Regions from separate parts of the Muntiacus reevesi genome. Here region 2 is linked to region 1. Evidence: chromatin contacts called from public Hi-C data. All regions are on one chromosome and are shown on one strand. Each heading gives the region's core, a stretch centred on a gene start, on an enhancer-like site or on the middle of the called end of the contact. The rest is flanking DNA. Distances are from core to core; before and after follow the strand shown. Region 1 holds the start of RPS27 (ribosomal protein S27). Region 2 holds the start of ILF2 (interleukin enhancer binding factor 2).

The links. A called contact is a pair of places that touch in the nucleus more often than the background predicts.
Region 2: a contact with region 1 is called in a Hi-C map of muscle, with 5 times the contacts expected there. The contact joins the promoter of ILF2 here to the promoter of RPS27 in region 1. A contact is called at or near these places in 2 of 3 Hi-C or Micro-C datasets (blood and muscle).

What each region holds. Positions count from the first base shown.
Region 1 is chr1:79,243,764-79,248,363 of mMunRee1.1, reverse strand. RPS27 (ribosomal protein S27) reads left to right here and starts at 2,132. Exons shown (of 4, transcript XM_065903674.1): 1 at 2,132-2,184; 2 at 2,499-2,607; 3 at 3,170-3,280. The coding sequence starts at 2,179. It overlaps NUP210L (nucleoporin 210 like), which reads right to left. Exons shown (of 40, transcript XM_065903697.1): 39 at 4,272-4,343; 40 at 4,072-4,172. The coding sequence ends at 4,072.
Region 2 is chr1:79,498,363-79,502,962 of mMunRee1.1, reverse strand. ILF2 (interleukin enhancer binding factor 2) reads right to left here and starts at 2,588. Exons shown (of 14, transcript XM_065903837.1): 1 at 2,494-2,588; 2 at 1,734-1,793; 3 at 1,474-1,516; 4 at 1,014-1,118; 5 at 561-638; 6 at 150-252. The coding sequence starts at 2,498. TRNAM-CAU (transfer RNA methionine (anticodon CAU)) reads left to right here and starts at 2,830; the gene lies at 2,830-2,901.

The DNA of each region.
Region 1 (4,600 bases), core at 883-3,382:
TCTGCTTTTTTTTTCCATGTCTGACTCTTGCGACCCCATGGATTGTAGCCCGCCAGGCTCCCCTGTCCATGGGATTTTCCAGGCAATAATGGGAAGAGTGGGTTGCCATTTCCTTCTCCAGGGGATCTTCCTGACTCAGGGATTGAACCCATGTCACTTATGCTGTTGGATACCTGCTTTCACTGGAACCTCATCTCCACAGTACTCTCCCACTAGCTCTCAGAGCTTCTGCAATAATACCTTTGGCCCCCGCAATTATGGTAGGCTCTTCCTGGTCTCTGGTTTTGTATTCACAAACTCTTGCCTAGAATGCTGTAATCCCAGATTGCTGCTTGTTTAATTTCTTGTCTTTCGGTGTGCATGTGCTCAGTCACTCAGTTGTGTCCCGCTCTTTTCGACCCCATGGACTATAGCCTGCCAGGCTCATCTGTCCACGGGATTTCCCAGGCAAGAATGTTAGAGTGAGTTGCCATTTCCTCTTCTGGGAGATCTTCCCGACACAGGGATTGAAACTGCATCTAGTGCATTGGCAGCTGGATCCTTTCCCACTGAGCCACCTGGGAACATGTCACTTCCTCAGAGGTTTTTCTCACCCATCAGTAGTGTGCCAAATCATACAGAAGGTTAAGGGATGAAGAAGTGATGCTTTTTTTTTTCCCCAAATATTTTTATTAGTTGGGAGGCTAATTATTTTACAATATTGTAGTGGTTTTTGCCATACATTGACATGAATCAGCCATGGATTTACATGTATTCCCCATCCTGAACCCCCCGAATTGATGCTTTTGAACTGTGGTGCTGGAGAAGACTCTTGAGAGTTGTCCCTTGGAGAGCAAGATCAGACCAGTCAATCCTTAATCAACCCTTAATACTCATTGGAAGGACTGATGCTGAAGCTCCGATACTTCGGCCACCTGATGCAAACAGTGGACTCATTAGAAAAGACCCTGATGCTGGGAAAGACTGCAGGCAGGAGGAGAAGGGGCGGGGCCAACAGAGGATGAAATGGTTGGATAGCATCATTGACTCAATGGACAAGAGTTTGAGCAAACTCTAAGAGATAGAGAAGGACAGGGAAGCCTGGCCTGCTGCAGTCCATGGAGTTGCAAAGAGCCAGACATGACTGAGCAACTGAACAACAGCAGTAGTGTGCTGGAACCAGTTATCACCGGCTCATGAAGACAGATCGTGCTTTCCAATCCGTGTTTAATGAGGTAGTCTGAAACTGGCCAAGCTGCGAGTATTTTCTCCATTGAAATTAGCGAAGACAACAAATCAGGGCTCCCCTCCAGAAAGTCAATGGTTAAACGTTTGCCAGCGTATCCTTGACAAGAACTCACATCCCTTGTCCCATTCTATTCCTTTGGAATTAACCAGGTCCCCATATACCATTTGAGTCATCTTTGTTCCTCCTTTATGACAAATGGACATTTTAACGCTTTGATCATTACTGTATAAAATAGTGATTTGGTCTTTTTTCTTTCTTTTCATTCCCTACCCAGAGTGTCAGTGCTGCCAAGATTAGAAATCTTGGAAAGGCAGTTCTGATGAAAATGTGGCGGAAAGGATGTGGGAATGTAAAGACAGAGTTGTGAAGATTAACATTAAAAGCAGTCCGAACAATACAGAAGTGACTAATGTAATAATTATTACAGAGAAAGATGGAAAGGAGAGAATAAAATTAACAACGGCTAGTCCTAGAAATAGGCTGAAAGTGCGGAAAAGATGAGAACTTGCTTTTTTTTATATTTACATTACTGAATTGCTAAAAATGGGCAAACTAAACCAATTGAAAAATAGTAAAGAAAAAAAAAGAAAAATAGTAAAGAAATTTAACAAGTCACAGATATGACTCTGTCTGTTTTCCTAACTGGTTCCTGTTGTTAAAGTGTAGCGCGAATTTTAAAAAATGTCTATTTACCCCTTGACGGGTATCAGACACTGACCTTAAGATGCCAAGCTCACTCTCTTAACATGGCGACTCATCTGAGTCCTGTCATTTAGAGACCTTCCCAAAATGGCAGCCCCCACCTCGCTCCAAGGCCCAAACCGTGAGTGAAGGACCTTCTCATCATGGCGGCGATAGGCCCTAACGTCATTTCCTGCGGGACGGCGAATTTAAGGATCAGGATTTCCGCTTCCGCCCCTTTCCGGTGGTGACGACCTCCTCACGAGAACATGCCTGTGAGTTCCTCCGGCTAGGTTTCCGTGGAGATCTCGTTCTTCTGTCTGCACGCTCCTCTCACGCTGATTTGGGAATCACAGAAGGCCCTCATTTGCCCTCCGCACTTCCCAGGACAAGTAACTACAGGGGCCGCAGAGGCCAGCTGGGACCCGTACATGGACGGGAGCGGAGAGGCAATAAGATGGCGGCCCAGCTGCGCAGACACCAGGGGCGACAAGGGGCGAGCTCTCCCCGTTATGTGGCAGTGTGGGCTGTTTTCGATCATCCATGTTCACCATTGGTTTCTAAATCTCTACATTTCTGCCTCTGTTAGCTCGCAAAGGATCTTCTTCATCCCTCTCCAGAAGAGGAGAAGAGGAAACACAAGAAGAAGCGCCTGGTGCAGAGCCCCAATTCCTATTTCATGGATGTAAAATGCCCAGGTGAGGAGATAACATGTAGTAGTGGGGAAGGCACTGAATCCCACGAGTTGAAAAAAAAAAGGTATCCGTGAAGCCCTAATGTATTCAAATTTGAATGTTAGAGATGAGTAAAATTTTAGGATTTTAGGAGGAGTGATCCAGAGAGAGTCCCCTTCAAAACTCTGTGTAGACCACAATTTTTGTGTTGGGAAACACTGCGATGATAATGTTGGGCTTCTGTGGTAATTTATGTACTTAATTCCTGGTGGCAAAGGGGTAGATATGTTGACCAGTTACTGAGCATCTCTCCTCACCAAGTACAGGATTTTTTCTCTTTGACTTTTGAATAATTTTTTGGATGATGATGATTGCTCAGAAAATCCATAGTTTGGGGCACATGGTCAAGGTTGCTTTTGAGTTGACTTTGATGTATACCTAGAGCCAGATAATCAAGTTTAGATTAGGAAAGTAAATTCCAAGAATTTTCATAGCATACTTGTTCTACAGTTAATGCACGGCAGCATATGTTTAAGTGAAGAAAGGTTTGGGGAAGAAAGGGTAACTCGTTGATGTTTCCCCCCAGGATGCTATAAAATCACCACCGTCTTTAGCCATGCACAAACAGTAGTTTTGTGTGTTGGCTGCTCTACTGTCCTCTGCCAACCTACAGGAGGAAAAGCAAGGCTTACAGAAGGTAAATGGTTTAATGTAATTGTTCTACTCTTTTCTCAATGTCTTCCAAATGCATAATCGGGAAACAGTCATCTCAAAGTGCTACTGTCTAAAGCTGGGTGGATGGGTGATAAAAGGGCTTCATATGAGCTGAATCTGATGTCTAGTGACTAGGGAGAAGGTAAAAGAGTTGAAAATAGAGATGTAGGTTTCCTATGGGTTAGAGGCATTTTGTTTTGTGGGGTTCAGGCAGGGTAAGTAGGCTGCTATCAGTTAACCTTTGGAATTTTTTTTTTTTTTTGGGGGGGGCAGGATGCTCTTTCAGACGGAAGCAGCACTAAAAACACCCTGTATCAAGATGAACGGGAGACCATCCCAATAAACAAGTTTTGGATACATCCTGTTTATTGTCTTGTTTTACTGCTAGGAAGTTCCTACCTCACATATTCAGGGGCAACCAGAAGAGTGGATTCTAGAGTCATTTGGGGCAAGTAAGTGGCCAAGAACTTAAAAAGTCCATTTGGGACATTGCTATCCCTAGGAATAAATTTGCAGAGCTTGATTAAAAACTGGAATAGTATGTAAATGGGGCATCTCCTTTCACTTTTATGTTTTCTTAGAATTAAGAACTGACAGTTGATACTTAAAATGCAATCCAGCACACCACTTTAATATAAAACAGCTTAGGGTCCTTTATTTACAGTTCTCAGAAGCCTTGTTTGGAAGCGTATGAGTGTAGAGGTTGCTGCTAGTACCTGTTCTGGGGCTAGAACTCTCCAGTCCCCTATAGTTAAAGACTTATCCAAGCAGAGGTTAGTGTCTTATACTCCACAGCCAGTGTTGCAGCCGATTCTGGGCTGGTGGGGGTTGTGGACTCATGAACGGAGGGGGAGACCATGTGGATGTGTAAGAACCTAGAGGTAAAGGAGGAAAGGAAATAGAAGACGGATGAATAAAGGTGAATGAGGGTGGTACCTGAGTTTTTTTGGAGATAACAGATGGTGATTCTTTACCTGACTGTGTACCTAGAGTTGGTACGTAAACAACTGGAACCATCTGTATCTTGTTTAGGAAGGCATTGTATGCTAGAAAAAGAATAAGAGATGTCAACAAGGAGATCTGTTTTCACTGGAGGAAGGCCTTAATGGTCAAGTCCGTTCTTAAGTATTGCTATAAAAAAAGTAATGCTTCAAATTATATAATTCTCTATACTTAACAGGAAATTTTTATTCAGTGATTTTTAGAGGTATTCAAACTTTTGGCTGAAAGATGGGAAATGCACGTGTAGATAACGGTATGTGTTATGTTGCTTGAATCATCTATCACTATGTATTTGAACAAA
Region 2 (4,600 bases), core at 1,339-3,838, 250 kb before region 1:
CCAGACACTGCCAAATGTCCCCTGGGGAGCAAAGTCTATCCTGCAGTAACTGGTCATACATTCTTTCGCATACAGCACACATTTAGATCCCTATGCCTCGAATCCAACTGCTATGTTCTGCTGCTGTGGCCAGAGAGAGGCACACTCACATGTTGGCAAAATCTTTAGGATCACCACCAGGTCAGCCACATTGTGTCCTGTAGTCATCGTTCCCTTTTTATATGATCCAACTTGTCGGACTTCTTCAATTTGCTGTTGGAAAAGGGATTTAAGAAAGAAAAAACAAAACTTAGAAGTGAGAAGCTTATTACCCAGATTTGGAAGTAGCAGAGTTCAAATCATATCCCAAAACGAGCAATGAAAAGCCTGATTCATTACGGCTAGGTGATAGTCATGATGAATCTGGTCCCCAAGACCAGCACTACAAAGGAATTCCACTGTACTTTCCCATTCCAAGAGTGGCTTTGAATAAGCATCTGAAGAACTAAGCAACAGGAACCAAGGAAACTTTCACACTACCATGGCTTCCCTTTCCTAGGGCTAAATCTTCAAAAACTCACCACTTCAAATGTCCCTGGAGCCACAATCAAATTGTCAATCACATTGTTTATTTTTGTCACCAGGGAAAGGATAGAGGCCTGAAAGATAGCAGGAAACAAAAAATACCCTCAGGTGAAATACTAAGTAACTTTTCATCAAGTCTGACTATTTCCCCCAATTCCTTCAATAGGAGATGAATCAACACCTACACAGGATTCTGAGAACACCCTGACCCTCCCAGCCTTGAATATGCCAGAAGAGAAAACTTTTTGATCCCAAAGACAGATTCCCCAGTGATAATATGAATGCACATGTAATCTGTTTATACACTCACCCACAATGAAAAATTACCCACAATGAAAAATAATTAAACTTATGGAGTTCAGGCTCTGATAACAGTAACCTCACCAAGTAACTGTTTACTTCTCTAGCTTCCTTCATGAAATCTCAGGAAGAAAACCAACAGAATATACCTGTTCAGCAGAATTAGGAGCAAGGTCCTGATTCCTCTTCAACAAGGCCTCACTGAAGGAAGTTTCATCAGGTGCTGGCTTGACCCGGGGAAAAGCCATTTCACACTAGACAAGAAATAAACTACTATATACTACTTACCAAAAATAATACACAACAGATTTTGCTGTTGCCACAACACAAAAAAAGAGACAATTCTACAACACTTATGCTCTCACTACCCTTATATTAACAGATAAGGCAGTGATACAATTAACTGTTCAGACCAAAGATTATAATCATGTTACTGTCAATTGTAATGAAGGAACTATCTTCCCCACCCAGATTACACTGTTTCTGTATGTAAAGCAACACAGATGACTCAAAACCTCCCTTTTTCTACTCCAGCTACCATATGACTTCATTATCAGGGAAATGCCAGGTTCCAAGAAACAACAACTGAATAGTGGCCAAGGTACTCACCAAATAGAAGTCAAACGGAATATGTGGCACAAAGGGCCTGAACCTAAAAAGCAGAAAAACAATCCAGATTACTCACCACATAAATCAAATTGACTTCACATCATGGGGTCAAACTCATTTATCAAGAGAGCATGAGAAGAATACTTTTAAAGTACAGCTGGATCTCAACAAGGCAGCTAAGATTACTCCACTCCAAACTCCTATTTAGATGACTGAAACGGAAAGCAACGGGCACAGAGATGCTAAAAACTGGCACTCACCCTCCTCCTGGGCCTCCTCTGGAACCAAAGCGCCCGCCACGACCTCGGCCTCTGTCACCCCTAGAAATGCATTATTAACACATTTTAACTTTGTTTTCACCTCGTTGAAGCAATCTCCTCGATACCGGCCATATGATTTCAAGTTAGCCTACCTCTATCGCTCTGCGCTTCCCTTTGGAAGCCAAAGGATCCCATTCTCACTTACACTTCTACACCTTCCAAATGTCCAGGCTCACTCCCCATGACTGAATAACTGAATCACATCAAATCACATTAAATACTGACGAGGCTCAGAGAGCCCTACAAGAAACACCCCATAACTGCTGGGTCCCGCCAACCCTAATACTTCGGAGACTAATGTGATTGCAGTAAATGTAGTAAAAGCATCTATCAGGCGTATCTGTATGTCAAGCGCCTGACATTGAGGATGAATGAGACACGTTCCAGCCTTCTCAGTCCAAATAGGGGGTGTAGAGGTGCTCCTCCTGGAACCTTAAGACACCCCCTCATGTGAACTCCCCCAGAGATCGAACAGTCGAAACCGCCTCCCGACTCCTGGGCCCCACCCCCCATCCCCGGCCAAGTTTCCCCGCCTCCACTGCCCCCGACCTCCCCCAGTCTCTTAGACCCGGAGTTCCCAGGTTTCCGTGCAACCCCCAGGTACATGGCCCTTTCCAGTCCGCCGACTCCTTTCGGACCAACTTCCTAAAGTTTTCGCTCGAATACCTGAAACCTCTCCAGAGCACCCCACAGCCCTTACCTCATGGCGTCCTAGATCCCGAACAATGGAGGCCACACCAACCGCCCCTTTCCTCTGGGGACCCGAGAACTGGAGAGGCAGCTTGCCGGCGTGTCCCAACAAACTCCAACGCGATTGGCTCCTGCCGTACTCCGCTGTCTGGGCCTATTGGTTTGCTTTGGCAAACCGGTTTATTGAGCCAATGAAAAGGGCCTGCTATGTCAGTAACTAGCCAATAAGAACGGGTTAGACATTAACGCCTTTTTGCAGACGCTAGGGAGCGCTGTGTAAACAATTTAGCATGGCTGACATCTGGAGACCTTTCTATATGATTCTTGGGAAACACGCGCTCGTAGGAGCAGAGTGGCGCAGCGGAAGCGTGCTGGGCCCATAACCCAGAGGTCGATGGATCGAAACCATCCTCTGCTAGCGGTGTTTTTACTTTTCTCCTGGGACAGTTTTTCTGTTTTAAATTTCTTCAGTAAAAAAAAAAATTTCTTCAGTAAATGTAACTACCGTAATCCTACTTTTTTCTCCCTCAAAAATGCAGCCTTTAAAAGCTGTTTTTGCTATCAGCGAGTGAAATGGAAAAAGCAAGCGCAATCATGTAGGAAGGGATTTTAGGTGACTGTGAACACTACATGTCTGGATGTGGTTCATAGAAGCTCTTGAGGCAGGAGAAACGGATATGAGTCTGCATGTGTGTTGATTGACTCAGGGAGGGAAAGTACTGATGGTACTGAGGGACTAGAAGGGAAACTGAGACAGCCTTTGGAAAGAGAGCTCAGAAAAGGAGGGCAAGGGAAACGACAGGAGAGAAGGACCAGCCCTCTGCCATTTTTTGTCCAGTTTCCTCTCCTTTCTCCTTTCCTCTTTCTACAACCTCTCTGGCAGATTCCACCTTTATTCAAAGTTTCACAGCCACGTACATGGATGTACTGTGGTTGCATTTACATCAATTCATATTACTATGTGCTTTTTGTCCTTGCTATAATCCTACTTATCCTCCTTGCCTTCTTTCGTATTGATTACTATTTATTATTCCTTCCCTCCTTCTGTCAATTGAGAGCTCCCACTCGTTTTCTACATTTCTAGTGGTTATCCTAAAAATTATGACGCGCCTCCTTGATTGTCAAAGTCTAACTTTATAAAATCTATTCCCTCCTCGAGAAAAATGCAAGAATAATTTAATTCCGTTCACCACCATCACTCCCTCCGGAATTGTATATATTGTTGTGTAACTCCTTTAAGTACTATATTGGTGTATTATTTACTGCAGCAGAATGCACAGACCTTAAGTCTACAGCTCGATTAATTGTGAGTAATATATTTTGCCCAGGTAACCACCACACAGATTAACATAAAACATTTTTATCGCCTCAAAAAATTTACTGATACTCCTTTGCCCTTCTCCTAGAGGCAATCACTATTCTAATTTCTATTATCAGAGATTACTTTTGCTGTTGTTCACATAAAAGGACTAACATCCTATGTACTCTTTTTCTGTCTAACTTCTTTTGCTTGACCCATTTAAAAATTCTTCTGAAGTTTTGCATCTGTCAGCAATTTGTTCCCTTTTATTATGAGTAGCATTCCATTGCATAAATATTCCACAGTTTGTTTACCCATTCTCCTGTGTTGAATACAGGACCTCTGACTGGCTGAGACACAAGCTAATACATTTGGGTTGTTTCCAGTTTGAAGCCTTATGAATAAAGCTGCTACGACCATTTTTGTACAAGATTCTTGTGAGATGCAATTGTTCCTGTTGGGTAAGTGTAGGTGTATATGTTTACAGAATTTAAATTCCATATATATTTTCAATCCCATAGGACATTAATGCTTACTAAGACAATGGTCACTGAGATTTACCATTTTTAAAGCTCTATATTTCTTCCTGTATCCGCAACACTATGGAATAATACTCCTTCTTGAGAATTAGTGCCCTTCTGCTGGCGGCTAACTTTCTTGTTTTCAGCTTCTCTGAATACATCTTTATTTCACCTTTGTTTTGAAGGACATTTTCTCTAGATATGTAATTCCAAACTGGAAGTCATTTTCTTTCAGCACATTTACAATATTATTTTACTATTTATGGCTTCCATTTTTGCTGTGAAAAAAGAGTTGT